2 separate regions of the Columba livia genome follow, and region 2 is linked to region 1. The links are chromatin contacts, called in public Hi-C maps. All regions are on one chromosome and are shown on one strand. The core of a region is the stretch at or near the end of the contact, and the rest is flanking DNA. Distances in the headings are between cores, read along the strand shown. Region 1 overlaps EPB41L2 (erythrocyte membrane protein band 4.1 like 2). Region 2 holds the start of AKAP7 (A-kinase anchoring protein 7).

What was found. Hi-C and Micro-C count contacts between places; a contact is called where the count stands out from the background.
Region 2: a Hi-C map of liver shows a contact between it and region 1, with 3 times the contacts expected there. The contact joins the promoter of AKAP7 here to the enhancer-like site in region 1. A contact is called at or near these places in 2 of 2 Hi-C or Micro-C datasets (crop and liver).

The regions. Positions count from the first base shown.
Region 1 is chr3:58,043,349-58,046,474 of bColLiv1.pat.W.v2, forward strand. The region is part of intron 13 of EPB41L2 (erythrocyte membrane protein band 4.1 like 2); the gene reads right to left. Among named protein-coding and RNA genes, the nearest start is that of EPB41L2, 83 kb to the right of the region's middle. Within about 2 kb of position 1,458, at least 1 of the 3 cell types and tissues checked has an H3K27ac peak away from gene starts, as active enhancers do.
Region 2 is chr3:58,152,853-58,155,978 of bColLiv1.pat.W.v2, forward strand. AKAP7 (A-kinase anchoring protein 7) reads left to right here and starts at 1,633. Exons shown (of 9, transcript XM_065056989.1): 1 at 1,633-1,692; 2 at 1,694-1,997. The coding sequence starts at 1,633.

The sequences.
Region 1 (3,126 bases), core at 208-2,707:
TTTTACAAACTGCTCTTTTAAAGTTCAGTTCAGGAAGGACGTATCGAGAAACAGTAGGTCAATTCATTTTGCAGACTTTTAGAGATTAATCTGAGTAAATTTTAACAACCATATTAAATATGTCCTGAAGAAATCACCGCTATAAATTAACTGATCATGTAAGGTCCTTCTAAAACAACACACAGACTGTGTGTGTTTATGTACCAGCTGTCTATGAAGAGTTATAGAGATGGAAACTGAGGGAAAAGTTCTACTCTCACTAAAAAGTTAACTCCAATCTGCATAAGTCTGAGTGAAATTTAAGCTGCCAACGCACACGAAAATACTGCCATCACCTCCTTTTTGTTTGTTTGTTTTACTGATTCCTCATTCAGTTGCTCTTGTAGAATAAAATTCCAAACATTAAAGTCAGATCCAATGGTAAGTGGTAAAAAGTTAATGTATATTTAGTATAAACAAATATTACATTAGCCAAGTAAAGTGTTCATTTAAAGGAAAAACTGCGTTTACTACATCACATACAGGGCTGTATGGAAATGCATGCGGAGAAGTGTCTGCAGTGACATACCCCTTGTGTCTGTAGGGACAGAGGTGTGATACGCCGCTTTTCCCACTCATTTGGGCGTGGTTCAGGTGTGGATTCCATGAAATTGCGCTTGAGCTCACTAATGCTAGCCTGGTGTTTCAGTAAGTCGTCCTGGGTCTTATCCAGGTCCTAGCAACCCGCAACGTAAAACAAAGTAGGACAAAACACGACAACAAAAGCAAACTTAACTATAAAAAAAAAAAAAAAGAAAAAAGAAAAAAAGAAACCAAACCAAGGAAAGTGCCTTATGTCTGAAGAGCTATTCTTCTTTGGAGTGCCTTCAAATAAAAAACTTTAAGGCTATAAGGGAACTAAGATTTTTTTTGCTTTTGTTTTTGTAATGAAAGGCCCCTCATTGACTGTTCTTTCCATTTTTAAGGCAAAGGAAAAATAATGCTGTGCATTATTATTTAACAGAAGGTTATTTTCATCCATAAACCTACTAGCCCTATGAAACAATAATCATTTCCAGTAGCTGTTTGCTTTCATCTAAAATTTGTAAGCACAGGATCAAGCGTTTTGGGATATTATAGCTGCCTTAAGTGGTTAATTGTGCAAGAAACAATAGTCTAACCCAAGAAGCATTACAAAAAGGCATCTTTCTCGATATTACAAGCTCCATGAAAAATACTGCTTCTGTGAAGACAATACTACAGGGCCAAATGTGCAAACAACTAATGCTTAACTTCAGAAAAACTACTCATTGTGGCTGTCATGTAGGCTTAAACTCAATGGAAAAATCAGATTTAAAGACTTAAAGCCTGGTATCTGCCAATTCCATATTTAATAATCTGACAGCTGACACAGAAGCCAAGTAGGGATAGTTCTTGTGCACACCAATACCAAAGTTCTCCCTAAATTGCACCAACATAGGCAAGTGCCAAAGGGGACACCACAGTGTGAACATGGAATTAGATTTTGTGATGACCCATGGAAGCAAAGATGCAGCATCTCGGATCAAATAACTACAAGTTGGTCTTTCACTTTATACCAGATGCAGGAGCAGATGTAACTATCAGGAGCTATGCAGAAACATAACTGTTCTGGTCAGTAGGCTAAAATCTATCTGCTTAGCTCTCTTGGAAATTCATTATCCTTTAAATACAATGCTGGGCTTTGATGGGAAGAACAGATTTCACTCTGCTTTCATAATCTGTCCTCCTCCCAGCACGCCAGCTCTTGAGGAAAACTATGTTGCTTACGCAAACTCTAATACAAGAATATTTTTCAGTATTCTGTGGTGAAATTCAAGTTTAAGCCTCAGAACCATTTTTAGTAAAGAATTAAAAGACTGAAGATTGAATAGTATCAATGTAGACAATTATTAATGATGTTTTATAGAAATAATGTAATCAAAGACAATAATTTAGGTAAAGCATCTGTGTTTTCTACAAAGATTTTTGAAATTTTACTTTAACATTTTTGTTAGGATTTTTACCATGATTGTTCACAATGCAAAAACATCACATCTTTAGTCACAAAAAACCCAAACCCAATACAAACTCACTAGTTTCTCATTTCTTTTCACTTGTACATACAGCACCAGTAACAGTTCGGCGCTGCACATCTATTTTCTAATTCTGCAAATATTCACACATGCACTTTGAACACTAAGAACCTCTCCATCCCCTTCTGGCAACTCAGTAGGTCCATTGTGTCACAGGACCAAAGCTTCACTTTTAATCTAGGGCTAACTAACGAGACATTAAATATGTCCCCCTAAGGTACGTATTTATTGAGTGAAGTAAAACCTTATGCCAAAGGCATTCTATTACCCAACTGAAGCTTGTTAACAATCATGTCATAATTTTAAAACCTGTCTTGGCTTGACACAAGGCACGTTTCTTGGACTTGATCAAAGCACAGTTACGCAATGCACACTTTCAATGCTTTAGTAAGTTACATACAAGCAAAGTTTCAATAGTGATCAAAAGCTGCTAAAAGCCAAAAAAATTATATTAGTTGGGTTACTGCGATCCATACATCTCCTTATTACTGAACAAGACCAATGATTTTTAAAGGACAGTTTTTGTGACAAAGGGAATTATTTATAGCCCCATCTGGATGTATAAAATAAATAAAAAATGGCAGCAGGACTTCCTAAAATTTCTTCAGTTACTAGTTTATATTATTAACCATAAATTAAATTACACTGATTGCAACTAAAACCATCTTGGATAAAGTAATCCAGATTAACAGACTATATAGGAATTCTTAGAATAAAAATCCCTACTTCTGTGACAAAGCACTAGGTATTAACATACTGTTCAAAGCTCTTCATAGATGCTCATCTTCAATGAAAAACAACCCTTAGGAAGCAAGAATTACTTCCATGTAAGAACTGAAAAAGTAAGGCAAAGATTTCAGAAGCATATCTAAACATTCCCTTTAAGAATATAGTGCCACATTTCTCAAGGTTCCTAAAAATCAGTAAGTGTCAGAACCACAATTAGTTTATCCATCCTTCTATCACTGCTTGTTTCTTACTAACTACATTATTTCAGATAATGAATTTGATAAAGGATGATCAAAAACTGGTG
Region 2 (3,126 bases), core at 383-2,882, 110 kb after region 1:
AACTTGTTACTTCAGCTTTCTAGTCCTCAACTGAACATTTCCCTCTGACACCACTTTTATGACTTGCAGGGACAATTAATGGCAACTGTTACCAGCTCCACCTAAGGTGCTTTTAATTTCTCACATTCCATCATCTTGAAAATAGTATATTCGGGGACATCACAAACCCAAAGAATACATCTATGTATTAGTGCTAAGCTAGTAGGTATTGGTTAGATACAACTTTAGCTCCACTAAAACTGCATTGTGTTTTCAGTTGTTAAAAGGACTATGAAATGACAATTTATCTGATTTCATTGGACTCCCCTGTCCACTGTACAAACAGAAATGTTCTTTCTAGTGTTTGCTTGATGATGATTTCTGCAAAATACATAATGAAGTGATTTGGTGCAGTTTTGGATCCAAAGCTGCGTTTTAAATTAATATTTTTAAAAAGACGATACTAAAATATCTTCTCTGAGTACTTTATCTGTAACTCTATGGAATCCAATTTTATGGAAGTATCTTGCTTGCCAATGCCAACAGGCTAGGAAGAGATGACCAATCATGTATTTAGTCTCCAAATGACAGCTGACATTTAGATGAAATGCGTATAGTAATAAAAACTGCCAGCAGCCTCATCCGAAAGCTTCTCTTGGATCTTTTGGACTTCTGTGTCAGCTCCAGCCTTTGGCCTCTGCAGGACTATGCTGATCAAGTGAAAATACTGTGTGAACGACAGTGAAGGCAAACACAGCACGAAATGTGTTAAAACGGTGATAAAATATATCCAAACAGACTTTATTTCCCAGAAAGGGAAGACACAGAGGAGCCACATAGAGAAAGTGGCCTCGCTTTCACTCATCTTCAAGATTCTAATATCCAGCAACCTTACAGCTTCCTCCCTATCACAACCATCCTATGTTATTTGGCTTTGCTACTCCTACTCTCTCTAAAAATGGAAGTAGGAATATTTATATGCATGTAAACAATCAGCTCCCTCAGATCTAGTCTATACACACAGACCAGCCTCCAAAGCACCACGCAACAGTTGGCTCGGCTTCTCCCTCAGAGTCCAGTGACAGATTTGGCTTCCAAGAAGCACCAAACCTTATTTAAGCAGGAAAAGAGCATCTCCCATGCCTTGCCTCAGAGGAGCAGCCTCTTCCGTACACCCCAGACGCCGATTCCCAGTAAGAGACCGTGTGGCCGCAGCAGAGGCCTCGGTGCCGCAGTCAGAGGGGCTTGGGTCTGCATTACAGGGCACAAGGGCTGCGTGAAGGAAGGAGTTTAGGGTGAGGCCATCGAGTCTCTCCCAGACTGCGGCTAAACGGAGGGAATCATTGCTCCGGGTTGCATACAGTTCTCCTGGCAGCTCTCCTAAGCTACAGCTGGTTATTTGGGGGAGACACCCACAGTCACAGCCTTTCCGTGGGACAAGCGCTCGGGCGGCCACATTTCGGTAAAACGCTGAGTGAAAGCCACGCGTGCAGGCGCGGATCTCACGTTTCAGGGCACACCAGCTGGGTGCCTTCGCTGTGCCTTGCACATTTCGGCCAAAACCCCTCAACCCCTGCCGCAAGCGAGAGGACAGTGACGACGGGGAGGTGCAGCACTCCGGGCCGCGGTCTCCCCGTTCGCCTGCCTCCCGCCATGCCCCGCGCGGGCCGCTGGGCGCAGAGCACGCTGGGAGCTGTAGTCCCGCGGGCACACGGCCCCGTTCCCCCTCCGCCCCGCGCTCTTGCCGCCGTGTGCCCGGGGGGCACGGCGGCGGCGCTGGACGGTCCCCTCTCCGCGGTCTCCCGGCGGGCAGCCCTGCTCGCCCTCACCGGGCATGCAGCAGCTGCTCCGCCGGCTTCTCCCCGCGCTTTACTCGGCGCGGCCGGCGGCGGCCCGCACCCTCCCCGCCCGGCGGGTTGTGCCTGCGCTGCCGCGCCTCATGGCGCTGCGGCCGGCGGCGGGAGCAGCCGGGAGTGTCGGGGAGCCCTCCCGCGCACCCGGCGCCACCCTGGAGCACGGTGAGGAGGCGGCGGGGCGGCGTTGCGCGGGAGGGATGCGGGCAGGCGCTTCCGAGGCCCCGCAGCGTCCTGTGCGCGGACCGGGCGCCCTCCGCTGCCGAGGGGCCGCGCCCCGGTCGTGCTGTGCGGGGGCGCCGCTCCCCGGGGGCCGTTGAGTGGTCACGGCGCGCACAGCGGCTGCGAAAGCTCTGGCTTGTGAACACGCATTCGGCTGTTAAATGGAAAGAGGTTTCACAGCAGGGCTTGGGGAGGTCGTAGGGGAAAAGGATCCGACTTAATTGTGGGCTGTTGCTAAAAAGACTTGTGGCTTTATTTACCCTGCCTGCCTCGCTCTGTCCCCAAACTTCTTGTCTGTGTAAGCATCCGGCCTGGCTGAATAATAAATCTACTACATATATATATGTATATATTTTACTCAAAATTCTGTTTTGTGTTTGTTTTGTTTTGTTTGTTTCGTTTTTAAATAAGATTTTTAATTTTTCTGGCTATGTAAACAGTAGTGTCAGCACCAGTATTGTGCCAAAATGCCTGGAGCGTAAGACCATCTATTTCTACAGCAGCTTTCGGTTGAATTGTCTCCAAAGGTTTCCTTTGTTATTAAACATGTGAACACAAACATACTAAACATATCACGGAGTCACAGAATGAATATAAACATATAAACAGGGAACACCTAATCTCACTGTGATCTCTGATGTGTAGGTGTCAAATAATACAAGATTATGTGAAACTAGAAGTATGAGAGAAGAAGGCTGGGAAGATAATGTAATCAAATATGTTTTCTTGCTCCTTGTTTTTGTATTCTCTCATTTGTGAGCTAGGTGTATCATGATGTTTTTTTCTCCTGGAACAGATGACTCAAATACTGGTGAATATCAGCAGCCACTTAAATACAAATATGGGAATAATGTAGATACCTGTTCGTATATGAAATTTGGGCTAATTTAATTAAGCATGCAATTAAGAAAAAAACATTTTATCCTACAACAGTTTGATGGTCAGGGAGTTCCTGTGGAAGCTGGTTTTGTTACATGTGTCTCAGACTATTAACATTATGTCAAGAATTTTGAAAAATCTTGTTTTCAGGTTGTTTCAGTGACTGGAACACAATTCTTGAGTTTTGTTGCTG